Linked DNA regions of Mus musculus: region 2 is linked to region 1. Evidence: chromatin contacts called from public Hi-C data. All regions are on one chromosome and are shown on one strand. Each heading gives the region's core, a stretch centred on a gene start, on an enhancer-like site or on the middle of the called end of the contact. The rest is flanking DNA. Distances are from core to core; before and after follow the strand shown. Region 1 has its middle 160 kb from the start of Gm35615. Region 2 has its middle 73 kb from the start of Pitrm1.

Region 1 (6,661 bases), core at 2,990-5,489:
GTCAGAGTCATGTTATTGTGTGCCTGGGTGTGTTTGTCCCCATAGAAACTTCTCAGATGTTTTTACTGCAAGGGAGTTGTCTCATTCTTGATATTAAGCTTGGAGGCTTGTCTCTGCAATAAAATCTTATCGCTTTGGAAGGTGATAAAGTAGCTCATACCATGTGAGTAGTGACAGGAGCCTCCTAAGCTCTCCCTACATTCTCCCATGTGACCCACACAACTGTCCATAGATGTCACAGATAAGAAATGAGAACATGACATCATAGAGTAAGCTACTTAAAACTGAAAGGCACTGAATGGTGAAACGAATCTCCCCTAAATGGTGACACCCTTGACTCCAACTCTATAATGTTCACTCAACTCTGAATCACCAAGCTTGCTTCTGCTTGTGTTTTGTTTTCTTTTTTTTCTATGTTCGTGAGGTTTTCAAGGTCTGTTTTGAAAAAAGGTGTCAGAAAAAAAAAAAAAGAAAAGTGCAAAACCAGAACAATTTTAGGGCAGAATTTTCGGTATAAAAGTTGAAGAAGTTCTATAAATTTTCTGTGTGTAGCAAAAATTTTTGGTTTAAATACATACTGGAGGGCCCGAGATTAAATTTTAGTTAGGATAATATTTGCCCACCAGACACAGAGACCTGTGTTTGATCGCAGAGCATGTGCGGTAGCTGGAGAGACACTGAAGCAGGGGAAGACGGGGGTGCATCGGCTCTCATCAGGGGGATGATGTTTAAACCGTCTTGCAGGAGGTAAAGGGGGAACTGGCCATTCAGAATTCAAGCAAGCAACAATGCAAGGGTGAGCTTGGTTCTCCATGTGGTACCTTTGAAATAGATCATGAGAATGGGACATTAAATAAGTGGTTTGGTGTATTACAGGCCATATAAAAGAGAGGTCTAAGATAAAAGAATACATTCCAGAGCTATCTATTAGCTGAGAAACTTATCTGCCATGAGAACATAGCCTCTCGTCCCAAAAGGGGCTAGTGAGACAAGAAAAAGCAGAGAGCAACAAGTCGTAAGCCCTGAACACATCTGCTTTGCAGGCATCTGCATCATCTTATCTCCTGCTTTCTCACAAGGTAAAGTTTAATGCATGGGAAAGCCAGGCATTTTATGAATGTCAGTCTTAATGACATCCCTTCAGGTCTTCAGATAAGCACAGCAAATTGCCAGATTTCCTAGGGGCTTTTGTGAATTATCAATGAGAGCACTGCAGGAATGGGAGAAATGGTATCTTCTAGCATGGATCTGGCGTGGTATTTTGTATACTTCGAATTGTTTATTTACATTGATGAACCATCTGTTCTGTAATACTGTCCCACCCCATAATGTGACAAGCTTTAACTACCTGTCATATTAAATGACTGCTAAAACCTCACTATTTAGGTTGTTTAAGAAAATATCTTAAGTGGAATTATCTTTTTGTGTGAGAGTGATTCCTTCTACAGGCACATCGTCTGATTTTTAAATGTTTTTCAAGAAGCCTGAATTAAACAGGACTTTCTTTCTTTCTTTTTTTATTAAATTTTGTTAATTAGGTATTTTCTTCATTTACATTTCAACTGTTATCCCAAAAGTCCCCCATACCCTCTCCCCCCCCCCCCCTACTCCCCTACCCACCCACTTCCACTTCTTGGCCCTGGCTTTTCCCTGTACTGAGGCATATAAAGTTTGCAAGACCAAGGGGCCTCTCTTCCCAATGATGGCCCACTAGGCCATCTTCTGCTACATATGCAACTAGAGACAGGAGCTCTGGGGGTACTGGTTAGTTCATAATGTTGTTCCACCTATAAGGTTGCAGACCCCTTTAGTTCCTTGGGTACATTCTCTAGCTCCTCCATTGAGGGCCCCGTGTTCCATCCAATAGCTGACTGTGAGCATCCACTTCTGTGTTTGCCAGGCACCAGCAAAGCCTCACAAGAGACAGCTATATCAGGGTTCTTTCAGCAAAATCTTGCTGGCATATGCAATGGCGTCAGCGTTTAGAGGCTGATTATGGGACACATGCTGCACTATCTTCGTAGCAGCCTTATTTATAATAGTCAGAAGCTGGAAAGAACCCAGATGTCCCTCAACAGAGGAATGGATACAGAAAATGTGGTACATTTACACAATTGAGTATTACTCAGCTATTAAAAAGAATGAATTTATGAAATCCCTAGGCAAATGAATGGACTTGGAGGGTATCATCCTGAGTGAGGTAACCCAATCACAAAAGAACTCACATGATATGTACTCACTGATAAGTGGATATTAGCCCAGAAACTTGGAATACCCCAGATACAAGATACAGTTTGTAAAACACATGAAACTCAAGAAGAACAAAGACCAAATTGTGGACACTTTGCCCCTTCTTAGAATTGGGAACAAAACACCCATGGAAGGAGTTACAGAGACAAAGTTTGGAGCTGAGACGAAAGGATGGACCATCTAGAGACTGTCAACAGGACTTTCTGAAAGTATGCCTATGCCACCATCTGAGAGCCCAGGGACATTGAGAGGGAATGGGAAACTCCCATGTCTGCACTTAATTAGGGGTCATTGGGATCAGAATTCTATCACTGACAGGAATGGCCTGTCAGCAGACACACTGTGTATCTGGAATTTCACATTCCTTATTTTACAGCTTCTATGATGGAACACATCCTGTGTGTATTCAGGCATTCCTTACCAAATCTTAATAAACAAACCATTTATTTAACAAAATAGATAACTAAATATATCCATGTTATAGTAATATATCTTATTTGTATAGTAGAAAAATAAAACATAAAAACATCTGAGCATGGAATGGAACAAAACAGGGGGTAGGGTAGATACAATGTTATCAAGTCCAGGCCATCTGGCTTAGAGAGTACATTTTTAACATGTTTTTTTGGACACACTTTATATATACACGACCTTTTAAATATGAGCCTTAAAATAGCTACCTTCATAAAGGTCAATTTCTAGCAAGTAAAGTGTAAAGTGATCAAATATTTAAGTCTCCTGTTAGTCTTATGCTTTACAATATTTTGTTGAATCAGATTTAAATAAGGTTTCACTTTTGTTTTATTTTGTTCTTTTGAGATAGTGTCTCATATAGTCCATCCTAGCCTAGCTCACTTTGTAGTTGAAGATGTCCAAGATCTTTTGATATCCTGCCTCTACCTGCTAAGTGCTGAGATTATGGGCAGGGCTTGCCACCCCCAGCTTTCTTGTTGATGAGGAACAAACCCAGGGCCTTGTTCATGCTAGGTCAGTGATTTGCCAACAGAGCTATGTCCCCAGCCCAAAGCTTTGTTCTGAAAGGTAGACAAGCTGAACATCTGTACATGGCTCTTGTTTCTCCCTGCGTGTATGGTTAGTACTCTGGCTGGAATTGGGAATTTGATGGCTACTTGTCAGCATCCTATGGTCAGTAGAAGGCACATCTGCAAATGGGATCATGAGACAAACCCAGCAGAGTGCCAAGGAAAAACTATTAGAGAGAAGAGATGCGGAGATTTGGCAGTGTAGAGCAGGTGAATGTTTGAGCAAATATGGTTTGTGCATAGAAAGGTGATGCTTCTTTGGGTCTGTCATGTAGAAAAGAAATGCATGAGAGGAAAGACTCACTGAAGGACAGTCAGTATAGAGCTCAGGAAACCACATCTAAATCTCAGCCAGAAGTGTTGTATTCCTGTAACGTGTTCTCAGTTCCCTTGACCCCCATTCTCTGTGGAACCCTGGGCTTACTAACTTCCTCTGGGATATAATGTCAAGCAGAAGTGCTTAAGAATACTTAGAGGAAGGTAGCTTTTTAAGAAACATTCAATCAATGCTTTGTGTGGACTGTGGTTAGGTGATGGGATCTGTGTGCTAGTTTGTAAGGTCCATGTTGAGATTGGTAGACAAGGAGATGGGTCCCTGAGGTCTTCTGATTCTGGAACTGTAATCTCCAAGGAACTGTTGCTGTAGATCCTGGAAGGATTCTGGAGTGGTTCTCACCTCAGGTCCTGCTGTGATGTCTTGTAGGTTTATCTGTAGCAGCATTTAGCGATGGGGTGAGGTGTCAAAATTAAGGCTTTAGAATCAGGTCAGTATTGGACATTTCTGCATATCTCCAAAAGAAAAATGCTCTCTCCTAAATGAATTCAACATTTTTAAACTTCTATGCACTTCACTATTTCCAAAAATACCCTGCCAGCATCACCACTAAATATAGCTTTCCAACCAATGATGAGTCAAATGCATTTTACATGAATGGCTCTACATACTTGAGAAACTGAGTTGTTTCTCAAATGACTTACTTGTGGTAAAGATATTTTTCCATGCTGTTCTTCCAGTAGAGCTCATTTCTAAGAAATCTGTAATTTCCCTGGAGTAAAAATGAATGCTTCAAAGTCAAAAGAAAAGGGCTTTTACTTCAGAAAAATTTCTGAATTCTTTGCAAGACTAGCCTTTTGCCTTTGACAGCCATCTCTGCTCTATGACATCTCAAATATCTTTTTAATTTTTCATCTCAGCACACATTCTTTGGATTTGTGCAACCTAAGAGCATCAATATAGACCATGAGCCCTATATTCATCCTTTTAAACACTTCCAAGTTCTTATTTGCAATTCTTCTGAGTCCACTTTCCTCAAGATAAGTCTGTCTCAAATATTACAAAGACATTCTTAGCATTATCATTACAGTTCATTCCTTCTTACATTGAGAAATAGTTTTTGGTGATGACAAGGCTCAAGTTGGGTACCCAGCTACTCTGTTTGGCAGAATGCCTGTTAAATGTCACATGTGTGTTTTTTGTCATTTGTATCCAGGGTTATGTCAGTATGTAATGACTTTCATTTGATAGTATTTTTGGAATCTGAAGATGGTTATTGCTGTTCTTTTGATCACAAGTTGAAATGTCATAAAAATCATTTAACAGTGAATAATAAAATAATATTATTTGTAATCAAAAGAAGAATGAATATAGAGAAGTTTTTCTAATTTTTAATGGAGTGTTTAACAGTTTAGTTCCCATCTTGTTACCTAACCAAGACCAATATGGGTGTCTCACATTCCTTTTAGAAAGAGCAGGGAAATACTTTATAGATGGAAACAAACAAAACATAAATAATTATTTTTACTTCCTTTATCACATTATTGTTTGTCTTTAAAGAGAGGAGTCTATTAAAAGGCTACAGAATAATAGAAAACAAACACTTAGTCAGAAACACTGTCTCTCTTTAGGGGGATATGTTTACTCTTCTCTTTCTCTTATTTTGCATTCTAATAGCAAAAGTGTGGAAAGAAAATAAACATAAAAATGATAAAGATAGAGCATAGGAAAATCTGTGTGATCTGGGTCATACCTCTGAGCACCTATGGCTGTGTCCACTATGTCTTTATGTTGTGTGGTTCTCTCCTTTACAGTTGTTCAAATGGTGGCCTATTCCTTCCTAGTACATGTCCTTAGATCTGGTTTCCCTTCTTCACAAGACTGTACAGCTTCCAAAATTTGGTGGTTCTTTGATCCTGAGTGCCTATCACATTGAAAGTTGTTTTGGATTCTTCCTTTAAAATCTATGTCTCCCTGAAAAGTTCCTTTTTTTCCCAATCTTTCCTCCAAATTTTCCTTTTGAACAATAATCAAGTGTTTACAAATCATGAACATGTGCATGTGCACCTATGAACATGTACACTTATATGCACACACACATAGATGTGCACATACACATATGATCTTGTTTTATTTGCATACAAACTTTCTTTTGTTCTTAATTAAATTAGTTACGTATTGCATGAAGTAGGATAGCATGTTTGTAGTCCACAAAAGTAGAAGATTAAGTGGAAGATTTGAAGATGACAGACTAATAGTCCCAAGAGAGAGCCAGAGTCAGGACCAATATCATTTTAACAGAAGAGAAGCCATGAATGCCAATAAGATCCATCTATTAGTAATTTACACAATAAATACAGAAATCAATAAACAGGCTTTAAATGATGACACTTTCTAAGCAGCATCCTATTGTACATTATCAGGCTGTCAAATCAAAAGTTTATCAGAGTGAAGATGTAATTCCTTGGGCTACTTGCTCTCAGCAACTCATACAGCTCTATCTACATCCAATAAGTTGACTTGAAGGCCCTCATAGCCCTGGAATTCTTGGCAAGAATTCTTGTCCTTTTTGGAGAGTGAGAAACACCCCCCCCCCCCCCACCGAAGACTTTTGGTCATGGAGGAATTACTGGTAGTCTTGTTGGACCTAACCAAGGTCAAACTCTTTGGTATCAAAACCCAAATTTAGCACTCCAGGCACAAAGGATGGTTTAGTAAGCATAATTAATGTCAGGCATGCCAGAAAGGCTACAGTCCCAGGAGTTTGTGAGACAAAGACAGAGAAAGGAAAACCCATTCAAGGCAAGTCTGATCAACTTACGAAGACCCTGATTAAACAAGTAGTTTTCCTTCCAAGTTATGGTAAATTTGTCCATTAGACCAACCAGTCCATCCTAATTGATAAAAAGAAAAATGATATAAACAGAATAAGCCAAATATTCCCCAAGTCTTTGAGGAAAGAATAAAGAAACAATTAAGACAGAATTAAGCCAGGTTCAAATTCCTGCTCTACTCATAAAATCATTTGCTGTCTCTTTGACTCTCTCTTCCTTGCTTTTCCCTTCAGATTTCCAGATAACAAGAAGCTGTTTCA
Region 2 (7,181 bases), core at 3,070-5,569, 350 kb before region 1:
AGTTATTTTGCTCATTGCTATAACAAAATACAGGTGAAAGCAACTTCAGGAAGGGCTTATATTGGCTCACTGAACAAAAGAGGCCATCCAGGGGTGCCATGATGTCAGGAGGGCTGAGGTAGGTAGTCATATTACATCCACCGTCCCCATCTAGGGGTGCCATGATATCAGGAGGTCTGAGGTAGGTGGTCATATTACATCCACCGTCCCCATCCAGGGGTGCCATGATGTCAGGAGGGCTGAGGTAGTTGGTCATATTACATCCACCGTCCCCATCCAGGGGTGCCATGATGTCAGGAGGGCTGAGGTAGGTGGTCATATTACATCCGCCGTCCCCATCCAGGGGTGCCATGATGTCAGGAGGGCTGAGGTAGTTGGTCATATTACATCCGCCGTCCCCATCCAGGGGTGCCATGATGTCAGGAGGGCTGAGGTAGGTGGTCATATTACATCCACCGTCCAGAAGTTCAGAAAGACGAATGTTGGCACTCAGCTGGCTTCCTCTGTTTTGTTTTGTTTTTGTTTTGTTTTGTTTTTGTTTTTGTTTGTTTTCTGCTCACTATCTCCATCCTGTGGAATGGTGCCACTTGTGATTAAATTGGGTCATCCCAACTCAGTTCCCACAGTTTTAGAAATTCCTTCAGTTGTGCTCACTGGCTTGTCTCCTATGTGATTCTAGAGGTGACAGAGTCTCATCCCATGTCCCAGGCTGGGCTTGAATTCATGCTCCTCTTACATCAGTTTCTTAAGTGCTGGGATCACAGGCATATGCCACAAGGCTCAGATTTTCATTAAAAACATTTCTTGGAAGGAATTCCAGTTAACTGAGGGTAACTCTCCTAGTATTCCTTAAGATCTTTTAATATAATGTGATGAATATGGACTTAGGAGATTATAAGCATCACTATTATTGTGATTTGAAGAAGATGTGGCTTCATAGGATCTCTGTGGACACACTGGGAGGTAGGGGTGAAGTCCATACACTGTCACCTAAGTGGGCTTGCAGTGGAGAGATGGCTCAGTTGGAAAAGTGCCTGCTGTGAACACATGAAAACCTGAGTTTATATTGCTGATATTCACATAGATAGCTGTTTATGGTCACACACATCTCTAATCGATTACTGGGGAAAGGGAGAGAAAAGCAGAACCCCTGAGTTTACTGGCTGATCAGTCTAACCAATAGGTGATTGGGGTTCATCAAGAAACCCTGTCTTAAAGAGAAAAGGTGGAGAAGAATCATGGAAGATACCAGCTATCAAACTCTAGCCTCCACACAAAAGGGTGCACATATGCATATAGTCCTGCACACACATGTGTGCACATATACACACTGAACATGCATAGACATGGACACAAAACTACACATAAGCGGCAGGACTGTCAGATTTGAAAAGAAATACATACAAACGTTTGGAAGTAGGTCAAATGTGAATTTCCTACAGACAGCAAATACATTTTTCAACGTAGGCAAACTCCATGTAATATTAGGGGCGCACTAATGCATCCTGCATCCTGACCTGAAATTCAAACTTAACTGGGCATCGAGACAATGCCTGCCAGTGATTGCTTTACATAAGCAAAAAGTTAATAGTATCCAGAAAGGCATTGAGAAAAAAAAACCAACAACCCATGACCAAAACCCAGCATAACATATAAAAGACTTAAGCTAGGAAGGATCCACCAACCTTCCCTTTGCTGCTTTCACCCACTAATTGTCTGTTTAATGCAGCATCCCTGAGCAGCCACTGGACTGGACCCATCTGCTCAACAGCTCATACATTTCCTAGATCCAGACACCTCATACTTGGTTACGATTCACTAACCACAATTTGTCTCCACCACAAGGTTAGGAGCCCAGTGTCTCTGCCTCACCAGCTATGTATGACATGAATGCATGACCCCATGGTGGAGCCAAGCAATCATTGCTCCTGGGCTTGATCAGACCACCATTGAGGTTTTTCTCCCAGCCCTCTGGAGGAATAACTCTGGAATCTCAAGAGTCAGGACATCTGAGCCATCTACTCTCAGAAGTCTTTTTGGGTGTGCTCCTTGCCTCTTCTGCTTGTTACTCTCAGCCTTTAGCTTTGCTGGTTAGAGGTCGTGAATGTGACCAGAGGCAGGAAGGGTGGCCCATGACAAAGAGAAAGTCTGAGTTCAGGATTCCAGGTTTATTCCTACAAAGAGGCAGGAGAAAGACCACAGTGATGATTGTCTGGACTTCTTGGCTGATCAAGCTCAAGGGCAATGATTGCTTGACTGAATGATGGGGTCATCCATTCATTCTGTACATAGCTGCTGAGGTCTAGACACTAGGCTCCTGGCCTTGTGGTGGAGACAAATGCTGGTTAGTGAGATGTCTGAATCTAGGAAATTCGTGGGATGCTGAGCAGATGGGTCCAGCCAAAGGATGTTGCATCAAACAATTTGTGGGTGAGGACAGCAAAGAATAGGATATTGGATCTCTCCTAAAACATGACTATTGAAAATAAATTCATTATCACAAAATGACAAGACGTTCTGGTACTGTGTTAAGCCATATTGGGCCTTGAGGCACAGAAGAAAACAAGGGGAAGGATCGTAATAGTGACGTCTTAAAAGTTTTACCATCTTGTTTGTCATAGGTTTGCACAGAATCTGATTATTTTAGCACTGCACGAGGAGGCTGTGTTTCTTCCTGATTGAGGTCTCAGCCTGGAACAGGGGATCCCATCTGGCTTCTTCATTTCACTTTTCAGGTCTCCCTTTCCCCTCAGGAACTGAATCCCCTCCACTGTTCCTAGCAACAGTAGTAAGCTGTGGAGTTGAAGCTGGCTCCGGAAGTTTCATTTGGATGTGGCTAGGGGAAAAACAGGCAGAAGGTCATCACAGAAATCATCATTTGTCCTTTCGTTTGATCATTTCTTTCTCCAGAACTGATCTAAGTTGATGCTTAGCCAGGATATGGTCTGGAGACCCATAAAGATACCAGGTCTTTGTGCTTGGTGTTGTCACATGCCCGTCTAGAGGCCATGTTTTCAGTCTACCCGAGCCTCCCCGGTACTTCCCAAAACCACGTCAATGCTTTCCCAGATGCCTTCTTTCCTTCCTTCCAATTTAGCCTTGGCTAACTGAGGCACGGAGAACAGTGCAGCTTTTTACAAAGATCTGGTTGAAGATGGGCATGGTAGGCACACCTGCAGTGCCAGCACTCAGGAGGCAAGGACAGGGGGAATCAGGAGTTCATGGCTATCCTCAGACATGTAACGAGTTTGAAGCTAGCTTGTATCATATGAATCCCCGTCTTCAAAAAACAGGAAAATGGACGGTGTGGAGATAGTCCATCAGGGCTATAACGATACCTCAGAAAGTAATATGCTGGCCATGCTTATGTGAGGACCCTAGTTCAATCCCCAACACCAGCATGAATAAAAACCAGCAGGGAGATGTGTACTTGAAATGCCCAGTGTCAGAGTGTGGAGATAGGTTGGTCTCCGAGGCTCACTGGGTAAGCAACTTAACTGGGGAGTCCTAGGGAAGACATCATGTCTCAAATTCCAGGATGGCTGGATCCTGAAAAAGAACACTGAAGATTGCTTTCAGGCCTCCATGCACATGTACATCTGACTTTGCTCCACATAGGTGACCAAAAAACCCAAAACAAAACAAATACCCAAAAATCAACAACAAAAACAAATACCCCACAGCAAATAAAACAACAACAAAACAAAAACAAAAAACAAAAACCTTAAAAAAATAAAACCCCAAAACCCCCAAAATCCAATAACAAACAAAAATCCAACAAAAACAAATACCAGGCTGACCTGCTGCTCTGAATAGCTAACATGCTGGTCTCTTAATCTCAGAGGCCATCCTGTTGTCCTTGTCATCTGGCTTCTGATGGGCTCTACTTGGCTTGTAGCCACATCATCCCTGCTAAGGTCAAAGGTTGCCAGTAGAAATTAGAGCAGAAACAGGCCAAGCTTTCTGTGGCCTGCAGGGGCTGAGCTGGGCCCTAGGCACCAGAACACAAACTATATTGAAACCCAGAAGGATATCTAGATCGTACCTGGGAACTTAGTGGAGAGAGAGAGAGAGAGAGAGAGAGAGAGAGAGAGAGAGAGAGAGAGAGATTGATTCAGGCCCTTAGGTCCAGAACCTGCCTCCCCGCTGAAGCAGGGAAGCCAGAGAGAAGACACAGATGAGAAAGGAGAGGAGTGTGGAGTTCAATGGATTATCCCAGAAGGACTTGGGCTTGGTCCAAGCCTAGCATTTGAAAGGGGGACAGAATGAAGGCTCTCTCCCTCTTGAGACTGGGAACACATGTTCTGTGATTCAAAGGGCAGAGCCTCAGCCCATGGCTCATGAGTTATTCATGAGCCGTCCCACTTCTAGGTTTGAGGGATGGTTATTTATAGCACATAATCCTTTTTACAAAATGACACTACCCAGGCTGCAGGCTGAATTACATTTTAAGGCAAGTGTCCTGGACTGGATGGAGATCCTGTTGGTAATACAGAACATACATAATGCGGGCTCGAAGAGGAGTATGTATAACTCGTATTTTTACCACGCGTCTTTACAATAGAATAGGCTTTTGACAGCCATTCCCAGTGGTGACTATGGCTAAGAACAGAGCGGCATGACATCTATTTATATCAATTTTAAAACAGCAGGGGAAAAAAAAACCCCTCAAGCCCTTTTATTCCCACTGAGCAGCGGCTGCATGATGCATGCTGTTGCCCAAGGCTCTGATTTCCTGGCATTCTTCTGTCTTGATTGTCTACATATTTCCCTGCCCACGTGTGCACTGGACAGCCTCTACACAGCTGAGGACAAATAAGGTATATTGCATGTAGCCGGGTCAGGTCTTTTTCTATGACACATAGCCTCCAGGTTTCCACGTACATCCACATTTCATGCAGATGCAAGGGCTTATCTCTGGTGAATAATGAAGAGATAAATGTAAGAACAGTATTGGCAAGGGGCTCTACAAAGGGCAGGGGACATTCCTAGGCGAAGGGTAAACAGTGAGATCCAATGAGGACACTCTCACCTCAGAAAGAATCACTGGAGGCAGTGAGTTCTTGGGCTTAGGAAATGGAGATTAATTGGTAGAACATGCCTAGCTAGCATGCATCCCACTTGACGATATACGTCCACAATGCCAACATGTGCAATATGTAGACAGGAGGATCAGAAGTCCACTGTTATTCTTAGCTACATATCGAGGTCAATGCACACCTATGCTACACAAGACCTAGTATTAAAAAATGGATACAGACCATACTGTGCTCTCCTGTTCTAGCATTAAAAAAGAATTCCTCTGCTCCAAAGACAGTCTCTCATCAGGCAAGATGGTGATATCTTAGTTCCACAATGCAAAATCACCCACTGCACTATCATCATCTTGCATTTTTGAAAGATTTATTTGTTTTTACCCTATGTGTGCTGGTGTTTTGCCTTCACGTGTGTCTGTGCACCTTGTGCATGCAGCACCCAAAGTTGCCAGAACTAAAGTTGTGAGTCACCGTGTGGGTGCTCAGAATTGAACCCAGGTCCTCAGAAGGAGTAAGTAGCCAGCGCTCTCAACCACTGAGCCATTCCTCCAACCTCATAACTGTGATTTTAGTGAGAGATTAAGGAGAAAGGGATCAATCCAACCAACAGAAGAGTATGCACACATGTTTATTAATGATTCACTTATAATCCACATCTTTGCGGTCTGTGTTTGTGCGGGGAACATGCACATGACTCTTCCCACTGAGAATTCCTTATCACAAAGTCCTGCTTTCAGAATATGAAGAGCTATTAGGCCTCTTCTGTGTCTCGTGTTAGCTTTTTTTTTTCAGGATGCAGAGAAATGATGGCAGTACCCACTAGTTAGTTCATCATGCAAGGGTGTAGGCAGAAAGTCCCTGTGAAATGAAGGATGTTCAATTAATAATTCCCACGTTATAGTTGGCTTCATTAGGAAGTTATTACATAAAGAATGGAAGTTCATTTAAAGTTAAATACACACACACACACACACACATAATTTTATGCATAGGGCTCTGGGCTCCTTCCCTAGCACCGTGTGAACAAGGTTGTAATCCAAAGTTGCAAGGGAGTACGGAAGGAGCAGAAGTTAAAAGGCCTCCATGCTATATAATGAGTTTGAGGCTAGCCTGGGATATATGAGACACCACCTCAAAACAAAAGAAAGAACTTCTTGGTTGCCGTGACAACTCATAAACTCCTGGGGATAGGAAATCCATTTTGTCTGATGACCCAGGGAGCTTATCGCAGAGAGGATTTTGGATCAGGTTCATTGAGGTCAAGTGTTCTCAAGAACTTCAGATGCTCAAGGATTTATTTTATTTTACTATCTGCATATATTCGGGAAGACTCTAACACAAGGCAACGAAGTATTTACTAATGTTTTGAGTTCCTAGGAGCCAACCCTCATACTGGCATCCAACCAGGTAGAAGTGAAAGGATTGCATCTCGAGTAAGACACCACTAGGTGTCGCTACCTTCCTCTGAATGGGAGTCACCGAGGCCTCCTGCCATGCGGCTAAAATGAACTAGAGCAAAAATTGTGTTGATTTCAAGGAAAGCGTTCTTCTAATAATAATGAGATGGTAATTAGTAGGGGAAATGGCATAAAATTATTTCAGCATTTAGGAAAACTATGATTCTAAGCTACAGAATTTTTTATTTTTTGTTTGGAAGTTCATTCAGCGAATGTGCAAGAACTTCCGAGTTAATAGCATAGCCTTAATGAGGGAGGATCTCGTTTTTACCCCCTGTGGACAGAACCCTCGGATACTCTCCAGGGCAGTGTAAGGGTGATTTCTAATGGGTCTATAAGATTTCTAAAGGCTCCCACTTGGTCTAGCATAAGGACCCCATTCAATCCTCAGGTAGGCTGCAGGGCATATGGAGACTGACAAGCACTTAGCGGGCATGGACAGGACACCGGACACACCCCAGTCACCTCTCATGTAGCTGACCTCGATTTTACTGATCAGGTTGAAAACAAATTGTAACTTTTCCAAAGCCAAGTTCAAAGTCAAAGTAGATTTCGGAATGCAGGCTGTGTGTCTCTGGGATCCCCGCTGTTCGCATTATGCTTCATGTCTTCTGTGTTTGACCTTCAGTGGGCAACTATTAAGGGAGACAAAAAGGAACCAGAGGGCAGAAATAGAAGGGAACATTTC

The links. A called contact is a pair of places that touch in the nucleus more often than the background predicts.
Region 2: a Hi-C map of cortical neurons shows a contact between it and region 1, with 2.5 times the contacts expected there. The contact joins two enhancer-like sites. A contact is called at or near these places in 1 of 15 datasets of contacts at CTCF or cohesin (the NIH/3T3 cell line), 7 of 484 Hi-C or Micro-C datasets (the C2C12 cell line, bone marrow-derived macrophages, cerebral cortex and 4 more) and 3 of 115 datasets of contacts at active chromatin or transcription factors (VIP interneurons, embryonic fibroblasts and neural progenitor cells).

The regions. Positions count from the first base shown.
Region 1 is chr13:6,125,054-6,131,714 of GRCm38.p6, reverse strand. No RefSeq gene overlaps it. Among named protein-coding and RNA genes, the nearest start is that of Gm35615, 160 kb to the left of the region's middle. Within about 2 kb of position 4,239, at least 27 of the 459 cell types and tissues checked have an H3K27ac peak or open chromatin away from gene starts, as enhancers often do.
Region 2 is chr13:6,471,144-6,478,324 of GRCm38.p6, reverse strand. No RefSeq gene overlaps it. Among named protein-coding and RNA genes, the nearest start is that of Pitrm1, 73 kb to the left of the region's middle. Within about 2 kb of position 4,319, at least 56 of the 459 cell types and tissues checked have an H3K27ac peak or open chromatin away from gene starts, as enhancers often do.